Linked DNA regions of Hordeum vulgare: all the other regions are linked to region 2. The links are chromatin contacts, called in public Hi-C maps. All regions are on one chromosome and are shown on one strand. The core of a region is the stretch at or near the end of the contact, and the rest is flanking DNA. Distances in the headings are between cores, read along the strand shown.

Region 1 (3,523 bases), core at 970-3,469, 400 kb after region 2:
TAAAAAAAAATGTTCACATAAACTAAAAAAATCATTAATTTAAAGATTTGTTCTCTAATTTCAAAAAAGTTCATCGACTCAAAAATGTTAGCTAAGTATAAAACTGTCCATGCATTTCATACAAAAAATAAGTAAAATAACTAAAATTTGTATTCTCCGTTGTAACACACGGGTCCTTGTGCTAGTCCTAATAATAAAGCGTGGATTGCTTCTGTCGTACGTCATTGAAATTACCCCCATTGTTGTATTAATTTACTCACTATGCCATCCATAAGTGAGGAAAATGATTCGATTTCTTTTTTGTCAAAGTCATCATCCCGGTAGGTACTTAAAGGCTGAGACCTTAAAAAACATAGATGCCTTGCGTGGTGTACTAGCTATAGCGTTGCTCCTCCACCTAGGGAGTCCCAGGTTCGATTCCTGAACATACACCTTTTTTGTGTTTCATTATTTCAATTTATTTTTTGCCTTCTTTAATGTAATTTGTAATTTTTCAAAATGTTCATTAAATTTTCACGGATTCAAAAAATGCTGATGATTTTAGAAAGATTTTGAGTTTCGAAAAAAATTCCTCATGAAATCATAAAATGTTGGGAGTTTCAAAGAAGGTTCAGAAAATCATAAAATGTTCGCGAATTCAAAAATGTTGATGATTTGAAAACAATGTTTGCATATTTTAAAAGAATTTAGAATATCCAAAAAATATATTCAGAAAATATAAAACATTCATGATTTGAAAATGATCATCACCTGGGGAGTTCGAGGTTCGATTCCTGAACATACATCTTTTTTCTGTTTCATTATTTCAATTTATTTTTTGCCTTCTTTAATGTAATTCGGAATTTTTCAAAATGTTCATTAAATTTTCACGGATTCAAAAAATATTGATGATTTTAGAAAGCTTTAGATTTTCGAAAAAAAATCCCTCATGAAATCATAAAATGATGGGAGTTTCAAGGAAGGTTCAGAAAATCATAAAATGTTCGGGGATTCAAAAATGTTGATGATTTGAAAACAACGTTTGCATATTTGAAAAGAATTTGGAATTTCAAAAAATATATACAGAAAATATATAACATTCATGATTTGAAAATGATCATGTATTCAAACATAGAAAACATGTTCATGAAATCGTAAAATGTCTAGGAATTTAAAAGAAGGATCAGGAAATCATAAAATGTTTGCGCGTTCAAAATTGTTTATGATTTTCAAAAAGCTGTTCGCATATTATAAAAGAATTCACAATTTTGACAAATATATTCTGAAAAAATATATAATGTTTCTTATTTCAATATTTTTTATTCTATAAATTAATTCACTATTTTCAAAATTCTATATTTTAAAAGTTTCGAGTTTTGGAAAAACAAATCATGAAATTATAAAATGCTTGGTAATTTTAAAAAACGGTTTCAGGAAATCATAAAATTTTCACGGACTAAAAAATGTTGATGATTTTATAGAACAGTTCGTATATCGTTCACAGTTGTGAAAAATATATTTAGCAAATATAAACCGTTCAAGATTTTGACAATGATCATGTATTCAAAACATATAGGTGAATTTAAAGAAAATGTGTGTGAAATTTTAAAAAATGTTCACAGAAACTCAAGAAAATGCGAATTTCAAATTTTGTACTCCATTTATGATAAAGTTCATCGATTCAAAAAATGTTCACTGAGTAAAAAACTATCCATGCATTTCACAAAAAAAGATAAGTGGACATCAATCGGCAAAATTTGATAACATGAACACCACGACTATCATCAATGAGGGTGGCAAAAAGATAAGTGGTAATATGATGGGCATCTTGGTAAAATAGAAAAATAGAGGACGCTCGTATATCAGGGTATTGAGCCATACTTATTTGGCTACGACGTAATGTTTTTGTTTCTCGTTGCAACGCACGGGCATATTTGCTAGTAATAATAAAGCGTCGACTGCTTCTGTCGTCCGTCGTGTCACTTTTACAAAAAATCCCTGACATTTTCTGAAATCAACCCGTAGTCCAAATTTAAGTCAGAGAACGAATATTTTTCTACATTATACATAAAACCCCCTATATTTAATCGAAACTAACCCGCAGTCCCGGTCCGGTGCAGTCCAAAAGATAAGTTGGTTTCAAATTGCTCCTAAAGTTGACTAAAATTATCCACCAATGCTACCTATTAGTCATAGAAAACGTTTCAAACAGGAAAATCTCCGGACAGGGCCAACCCATGTAGGCAACTCCTATAGTACGCTCTCGGCGTTGGAAAAAAATGCAGCGCACCTGTTTGGGCCGGCCCATGCGTGGGTGCCTGTTTTTTTGGTTTAGTTTTTTTATTTTATTTTCAGTTTCATTTTATTTTTGCACTTTAAATAATTTAGAACTTCAAATAACTTTTCCCTATTTTAAGAAACTAAGAATTTCGAAATAAAATATTCAAAAAAACATATTTTTTTTAGAATTCAAAAACTACTCAGGAGTTTTGAAACATGTTTACATATGCAAAAAAATGTTTAAATTTTGAGAAAATGTCCATAAAATTAACAAATTCAATGATTATAAACAAAAGTCCATGTAAAAATCTTAAAAACAGTTCGTGCCTCTTTTTTTAGTCTTGTTTTTTATTTTCATTTTTCTGTTCCATTTGTTAATTTAAATAATTTAGAACTTTGAAAATGTTTTGCAATTTATAAAACTGAGAATTTTGAAATAAAAGTTTGAAGAAAACATAAAATGTTTGTGAATTCAAAAATGCTCGGAATTTTTGTAAAAATATTCGCATATTCAGAAAAATGTCCATAATTTTGAGAACAATGTTGGTGAAAACAATAAAAGTCCATAATTTTCAAAAAAAGTTTTTTTATTATTGTTTGAGTGCAATTTAAAAAATGTTTGCTAATTCAAAAAATGTTCATGCATTTCAAGAAATGTCCTAAAATTTTAAAGGCATAATATGATCAACATCATTGAAGATTTTAATTGTTTTTCTCCCGTTGTAACGCACGACCCTTTTGCTAGTCTTGGTAATACGTATACATCAATTACACACATATGTGGACTCACTCAATGCATCATGCTGGCCTAAGGCATGTTTCGATCTACTTACTAGTTAACAACCGAGTTTTCTTCACCGATCCACGTCAAAATCATCGCTCGTGCAGACGTCTTGAAACTAGCTAATTAATTAGCCACTATTCTCAAAATACTAGAAAAAAAACAAAGACCTAATTGCATGCAAGCAATCAACCAAGAGCAACGACCCTGATGAAGCTATAGACCCTGGTGAAGTGTCATGTAGTCAACGTTCACATGACAACACTAAGTCTGACCATAGTGGGAGTAACTTAGATAGATCATGTATTTGGGACTAACAAATATGCTGATGTGGTAGACAATTAAAGAAGACAGAGAGGATAGAGTAACATAGGTAGATAATGTAACATGTTAAATGCTATGCTACTATGTGTCATGCATGATAATAAATGAGGTCATCTATGATACTCCCTCCGTCCCAAAATAACTGTCTCAAGCTTAGTA
Region 2 (3,802 bases), core at 324-2,823:
CCCAAATCAAAAAAGAGTTTTCATGCTTTTATAACTACATTTGCCATTCCGGGTATCTAAAGTTGGCATCCCCAAGGGTAACTAACATGCCATCCAACAAGTAACTAACATAGCTGCGCCAGGACATGTGGACAGGTTTGCTTCGTGTGACACGTGCGGATGGGATGAGTAGTACTTGTTGGACGTGTGGCACGAAGTAGCTGCGCCCACACGTGTGTGCATTTCTAATGTTCGTCCGAATACGAGTCGTGTGGGCTGCCTCCTGCATATGTCACACACAGTGTATGGATGGATTTCTAATATGTCACATGTGTGGTGAATATCAGCGTCAAACATACAAATGTTAACCTCATAAAATCCCAAAATAATCAATATTACACCTAAATGATAACGTCCATACGTGTGGCACGAGATAACATGGTCCACATATCTCTATAGTCATTCATATTGCCACATCAAACATATGACATCAACGAAATCTTTTTTGTTAGACTTAAAAATGTTTTATCTCTTAAATAAAAAATCCAATTAAAAATCCATTTTCACCATTAGATCCGTCTTGACGAGATCTTTAAAACTACATCACATATTGATATGTTTTGATGACTTCTTTTAGGCTACAAGTTGCCACATGTTTACGTTAAAGTTATCATAGGGTTTATAATAAAGCTGCCATGACATGTTTCATTTAGTGTTTTCTTCTAGATTTAAACCTACCATTGTATTTCAACTACTTTTCGCAACAATTTTTATTAATTGGCCATGTCAAATTTTAGTAATTAACCATGATAAATTTAATTCATGTATCATGGCAATTTTAGTATTTTGATCATAACAATTCTATTATTTTGAACATGAAAAATATTTTTTGTATGAACCATGATAAATTTTAATGCATGTATTATGACAAATTTAAATAGTTTACCATGCCAATTTTAGTTTATAGTTCATGGCAAATTTAAGCCAGTGATCATGCATTTTTTAAATAACTGACGATATATTTCATTTTTACTTATAAACCATGTTAAAATAATATCATGGATCATGACAAATTTTAGTAATTCATCATGGAAAGTTTAGTTTGTTAATTTCTTTTTAATAACATGTCAAAGTTTATTTTAAACGTAGAAGAAAAAGTAGTTGAAATATATCATGACAACTTGAGTGTAATCGTGATGATAATTTATTTGCAATAGACATGACAATTTTTAACCACCAAAATAATCATCGAAACATATCAATATGAAATCTATTTCAAAGATCTCGTTGCGTCGGATTTAATGATGAAAACGGTTTTTCAATCTGATTTTTTTTTAAATTAAAATATTTAAAAATAAAAAATAAAAAGTTTGTTAACATCATCAGTTTCGTCGCTTGTAAGTTGTAAGTACGTACAATGAGATGTCACAACATTTAATCATTGAACATGTAGGCTGCAGTGTCGTTGCTTCTATCATACGGATGACTTAGCACGATCCATATTATATCATGAATAGGAGGTGACACCAGTCCATATAAAAAGAGGTGGCCTACTTAAAATCTTTTCTGAAAGTCGGTCTTCAAATCGTGACAAACGCGCTCACACAAAGTAGGAAAAGAAAACAGAACAAACCAGGTTGCTTGCAGCACGACTCCAAGCCTCCAACAACCCGAGAGCACTGAGCAAGCCAGGCGGTCGCGGCGCGATGGAACCCCTGGGCGCAGCTGCAGCGCGGAGGAGGCCTCCCAGTCCCGCCATGGCCGCGCCCGCGCTCCTCCCACTCCTGCTCCTCCTCGCGCTCGCCCTGTCCTCCTGCGTTGGCGCGGCCGCCGCCTCCGGGGCTCCGGTCGGGGAGGACTACGTCCGGCCGCCGGCCCGGCCCCGCCTGGGCCAGCGGAGGGCCCTCCTCGGCCTCTTCCCCTGGAGCAAGAAGAAGGCCTCCGCCTCCGCCTCCGATCCCCAGCAGGTGACGTGACCTCCCGCGCTCTTTGCTCTTGGTGAATCGGCCCGTCCGAAGGGGATTGGCGACGTTTTGGGAAGAAAAGAAATGGACTTTTTCTTTCTTTCTTTGTTACTGTAGATCAGACTGCGAGCTAGCGGCTAGATCGTTCCACGGTTATTTCTTCGTCTAGTTGTAACTGGAATCGACGATTCGGTGTTGTGGCTCTATTCGGCGGCCAGAAAATAGTATTTCCTCTGTTCGTTCCAAAATAAGTATTTCAAGTATAGTATAACTTTGTACTAGAGCAAGTATAAAGTCAAAGTTGAGATACTTATTTTGGGACTGAGGGAGTACTACTATAATTCACCATACAACAGAGCAGCTTTAAACTAGTAGTACTACTAAACTGTGGATGTCTTATTAGAGGCCTAGTTGTCCTCATATATCTAGTTCGACAATTTGCTGGACATATCTTGATTCCAGTCTTGGATGGTAGTGTGTTTTGTTGGTGAGGCTCAATGTTTTTTGTGTGGGCATTGAGTAGTTGAGACTACTTTGCGTCTGTGCTATTCTAATTATGCCCTGTAGTCTGGATTGAACTGATCAATTTGTCATACACAAGTACAGATGATGGAAGTAATCATACTCCAGGTTATGTTGAATTGATAGTATCTTGATTTTGTATTTGATCGTGTCAATAGCAGTATTTTATCTACTCCCTCCGTCCTAAAATTCTTGTCTTTATTTTGTCTAGATATGAATGTATCTAGTCATGTGTTAGTATTTAGATACATCCATTTCTAAACAAACATAAGACAAGAATTTTGGGACGGAGGGAGTATGTTTGGCCTTACACACAGACACAGGATCATTTACCTTCCAGTTAATTTAATCTACCCCTGTCCCAGACAGACTTATTTCTTGCGTTGGGGCCGATACCCGAAACACTTCTAGTTCCACAATGTTAAGTTACCTGAATTCACCATACATTAAGTAGCTCTACCAGATCCTGTGTGTTATCCTACAGCAGTTTCAAAGTCCTCATTCATAGCTTTGGTGTTGGACAATTTTTTGCTACTACAAGTTCATCAACTACTGAACTCTGTGCTATAATTAATATGTTTTACAGGTGCACATTTCGCTATCTGGAGAGAAGCACATGAGAATTACATGGGTCACAGATGATAACTCTGTTCCCTCTGTTGTGGACTATGGAACTAAGTCCAACACATACACATCCTCATCTGATGGAGAAAGCACGTCCTACAGCTACTTAATGTACAGCTCGGGAAAGATCCACCATGTTGTTATTGGACCTCTTGAAGACAACACTGTATACTACTACCGATGCGGTGGACGAGGCTCAGAATTCCAACTTAAGACACCCCCCTCCCAGTTCCCGTTGTCATTGGCTGTTGTAGGCGATCTTGGGCAGACCAGTTGGACAACATCAACATTAAACCACATTAAGCAATGTGAATATGACATGCTTTTACTTCCTGGTGATCTCTCTTATGCTGATTATATGCAACATTTGTGGGATTCCTTTGGTGAGTTGGTCGAGCCACTTGCTAGCACCCGGCCTTGGATGGTGACACAAGGCAACCATGAAAAGGAGATGATACCATTTTTCAAGTCTGGATTTCAATCATATAATGCACGATGGAAGATGCCTTATGAAGAGAGTGGTTCCACATCAAATTTGTACTACTCATTTGAGGTTGCAGGGGTGCATGCTATAATGCTAGGCTCTTATACGGATTATGATGAAAGTTCGGATCAGTATGCTTGGCTTAAGGTTCATAACTTCCTAACTCCATGTCATATTGCATTACAACTGCTGCTAGTTTCTGAACATCAAATAAGTATTTTCTCCTAAA
Region 3 (3,466 bases), core at 517-3,016, 430 kb before region 2:
TAGTGGCAGCATGCTTCGGCGCGCACATTGGCATTCTTGGAGTTGACGATCTGGACTTCATCCCCGGCAACAGACTGAGCAAGGTCATGCACCAAGTCATGAATCTTGTACTTGACATTGCGATCTTCTTCTAGTTCTTTCTTTGATAAATCGTGCTCCACTACTTCTTGAAGGAAAGACATCCACAGCAAGTGCTCGAAATAGTCGTTGGCTTGATCGAAAACCGATTGGCAGCCATACTTTGTGGGCTCAATGAAGCCAAGAGCAATCCATCGCTGAATGAGCTTGTCCCTGTTAATCTCATAGTTTCTTGGAAGTGATGCACAATAGGCGAAGCACTGCTTCAGACCAGGTGGCATTTGGTCATAGGTAAGCTTGAGAGACGGCAAAATTGTGTTCTCCTTGTCCAGCTGCCATATCTCACTGTCCTTGACAGCAATCCATGATTCCTCATTCCTCTTGAACCGCAGCATGCTCCCAAGAGCCTTGGCGGCCAACGGCACGCCGCCGCATTTCTGGACAATCCCCTTCCCTAACCTGACCAGCTTGGGATGCAGATCCTCCTCCCCTTCCTCAAAAGCCTTTCCCTTGAACAGCTCCCAACAATCATCATCGGAGAGGCCTTCGAGAACGAATGGCGGCACGGTGCGCACCATCATGCCAACCTTGCGGCTCCGTGTGGTCACCATGATCTTGCTGCCTCGCTTGCCATCCTTGAGGAGAAGCTTCAGACGCTCCCACTCGTCCTGGTTCTCGCTCCACACATCATCAAGAACCAGCAGGTACTTCTTCCCCGTGAACGTCTCGGACAAGAAGTTTGCAATTTCCTCCAAGCTGGTCAGATCGCGCTTCCGCTTGGTCGCGCTCACGATCGGCTGGATCAGCCTTCTGAGGCTGAAATCCACGGACATGGAGACCCAGATCCGGAGGTCGAACACCTCGTCGTTGGCCCTCCGGTCGTTGAACACCAGCTGCGCGAGCGTCGTCTTGCCGAGGCCGCCGAAGCCGACGATGGGGATCACGGACACGTCCTCCTCGCTCGCCGCGTCAAGGACAATCTTCATGAGCTTCTCTTTGTCCGCGGCCCTCCCCACCGTCTTGGCCTCGTCGACCTTCGAGATGGTCTCGCGCTTCGGGGGAGCGACCGGTTGCGCCGGCGGAGAAACGTTGGGATTCAAGCGGAGCCTGTCCCTCCCGGCGGCGATGGCGTCCAGCTTGCGCCTCAGGGACCTCAGCCTGTGCGCCATGACGACGGAGCTGACGATGCAGGTGGCCGCGGAGCCGCACGCCGGGTTGCCCCGGCTCCGACGGCGGCGGGCGGCGCGCAGGTCCGAGTGGCAGGCGTCGAGGAAGTCGTCGATGTCGTGGGCGAGGTTCTTGAGCCTGCGCAGCCAGTCGCGGACGGCGCTGTCGCCGCTGCCGCCGCGCACCTCGGCGTCCGCGAGCACGCTCCGGATGGTGGCGAACTCGTCCTCCATGGCCCTCAGGTCAGTCCTGAAGCTCCTCAGCAGCGTGAGCTCTCCCCAAACCGAGGACCCGAACTTCGCCAGCACCGAAGCAAGCACCCCCTCCGCCATGGATCTCGATCTCTCTCTCTCACTCTCCCAACCTCTCCAGTCTCTACGCACACAGTCAACACAAACCAAACAGTGTCGCGGTGGCGCGGTGCGGGTCACTACAAATCTATACAGAAAAGTCAAGTCAACAGTCAACACAACGAAACCCCTTCTATATCAATCAAAAGAAGAAAAAACCTAGAAAATAGGAAAATTTAAAGAAAAGCGCCACACCACAGCTTTTTCATGCAGCTCGCATAGCCTCATGCATATACAAGAATCTTCTACCTAATGCTTACACAATCGCATTATATGCTTTTTTAAATTTTAAAAATGATTTATCTCACAAATTAATAATTTGATTGGAGATCCGCCTTTACTGTTAGGTTCGTCTCGACGAAACCTTCAAAATAAGATCTCATGTTGACATATTTCATTGATTTTTTTTCATCGTTCCTAGTTGCCATATTTATGTTATCATAGTTGTCATCTTACGAGTGTACAGTTGTCATAAAAAATATACATAGTTATCGAGACAATAATTTTATACTTGTTAAGCATTGCAATGTTATGTGAAGCTAAAAAGTGGGTATTAAAGGGATAATTCGTTTCTGAGCACGGGCTCAGATGCTCCTGCTGACGAAAAAAATAAAAAGAAATACTAAAAAAATTCAAAAAAATCCAATTTTTTTTTGAATAGTAGACAATTTGATGCGCAAGGTCCGCTCCAAATTTCACATCATTTGGACATTCGAGCATCTCTCAGCAAAGAAGACAAATTGGGTCAAAAAAATTGTAAACAGTGAACCTTTTTCACAGACCCAGATTTTGTCTTTTTTGTTGAGAGCGCCTCAGATCCCCAAATAAACTTAAAATTGGAGCGGGCCTCGCGCATCTAATCATCTACCACATGCAAAAAAATTGGATTTTTTTGAATTTTTTTTGTATTTGTTTTGATTTTTTCCGTCGGCCCGGGTGCAGATGCACCCGAGAGCCAAAACGCCGCACTCGTATTAAAGCACTAACAATAAGAAAGTAAATGCATGAACTAGCAACTAAATGCATGAACTAGCACAAGTACAATGATTCAAGTTTTTTAGTGGGGTATATCGACATTCATAAGCGTGATAACCAAGTTGATTTAATGTGAGAACTATGTGAAAAATAATACGACAAGTAAGAGATAGCAATCTGTAAAAAACTAACGAAAATAAAAATTATTGAAACATATCGACATGGAATCTAGTTTTAAAAATCTCGTCGTGAAAACATCAGTGGTGAAAGTGGATCATTAATTGAGATAACGGTTTGGAAGATAAATCTTTTTTAAATGCAAAATGAAAAGAATATTTAATGATGTCATGCTTGTGTAATGTTGCATGCATGCAAGGAATGGATGGAAGGGAGCCGCCGCACGGGAAAACTAATATGCAGCGCTGCTCCCTAGTGAAGTCCTTAATTCAATGTGTGAACTCCATTTTTTCATCGAAACTTCCAATCTATTCTTCTTTCTCCTTAACATAACAAACACAAAAAGTAATAAAAAAATATATCCAGATTCGTAAACATCTGGCATGACTACAAGCATTAAAATGAGCCGAAGACGGGTCGTCCTCATCGAACCATCCTCGTTGGAGTTGGGCAAAACTTTTTTAGTACACAATCGAAAAGTCGACGTGCTAAGGCCCCATAAAACAAATGCACGAGAACAACAACCGACATTGAAAAAGAGTATCATAGATTGGAAGGGTGCAACCTGAATACAAATGAACGTAGACGAATGATGACCATATCCGAGTAAATCTACCAAAGGGAAATTCGCGAGAGACATACATCCACATGCCCACTGACAATGCTAGACGCACCACCGAGACGGGGGTTAGACCGGGAGCACTTTTTTTGAAACTGTA

Evidence for each region. Hi-C and Micro-C count contacts between places; a contact is called where the count stands out from the background.
Region 1: a Hi-C map of seedling shows a contact between it and region 2, with 2.0 times the contacts expected there. The contact joins the enhancer-like site here to the promoter of LOC123402435 in region 2. A contact is called at or near these places in 2 of 6 Hi-C or Micro-C datasets (leaf and seedling).
Region 3: a contact with region 2 is called in a Hi-C map of leaf, with 4 times the contacts expected there. The contact joins the promoter of LOC123404646 here to the promoter of LOC123402435 in region 2. A contact is called at or near these places in 3 of 6 Hi-C or Micro-C datasets (leaf and seedling) and 1 of 1 datasets of contacts at active chromatin or transcription factors (embryo).

What each region holds. Positions count from the first base shown.
Region 1 is chr6H:58,132,647-58,136,169 of MorexV3_pseudomolecules_assembly, forward strand. No RefSeq gene overlaps it. Among protein-coding and RNA genes, the nearest start is that of LOC123404311, 110 kb to the right of the region's middle. Within about 2 kb of position 2,220, at least 1 of the 3 cell types and tissues checked has open chromatin away from gene starts, as enhancers often do. A contact at or near this core is called in seedling, where this site is marked.
Region 2 is chr6H:57,737,246-57,741,047 of MorexV3_pseudomolecules_assembly, forward strand. It overlaps LOC123402435 (purple acid phosphatase 18), which reads left to right and starts at 1,574. Exons shown (of 5, transcript XM_045096357.1): 1 at 1,574-1,946; 2 at 3,052-3,720. The coding sequence starts at 1,686.
Region 3 is chr6H:57,303,976-57,307,441 of MorexV3_pseudomolecules_assembly, forward strand. It overlaps LOC123404646 (disease resistance protein RGA2-like), which reads right to left and starts at 1,767. Exons shown (of 3, transcript XR_006611877.1): 1 at 1-1,767.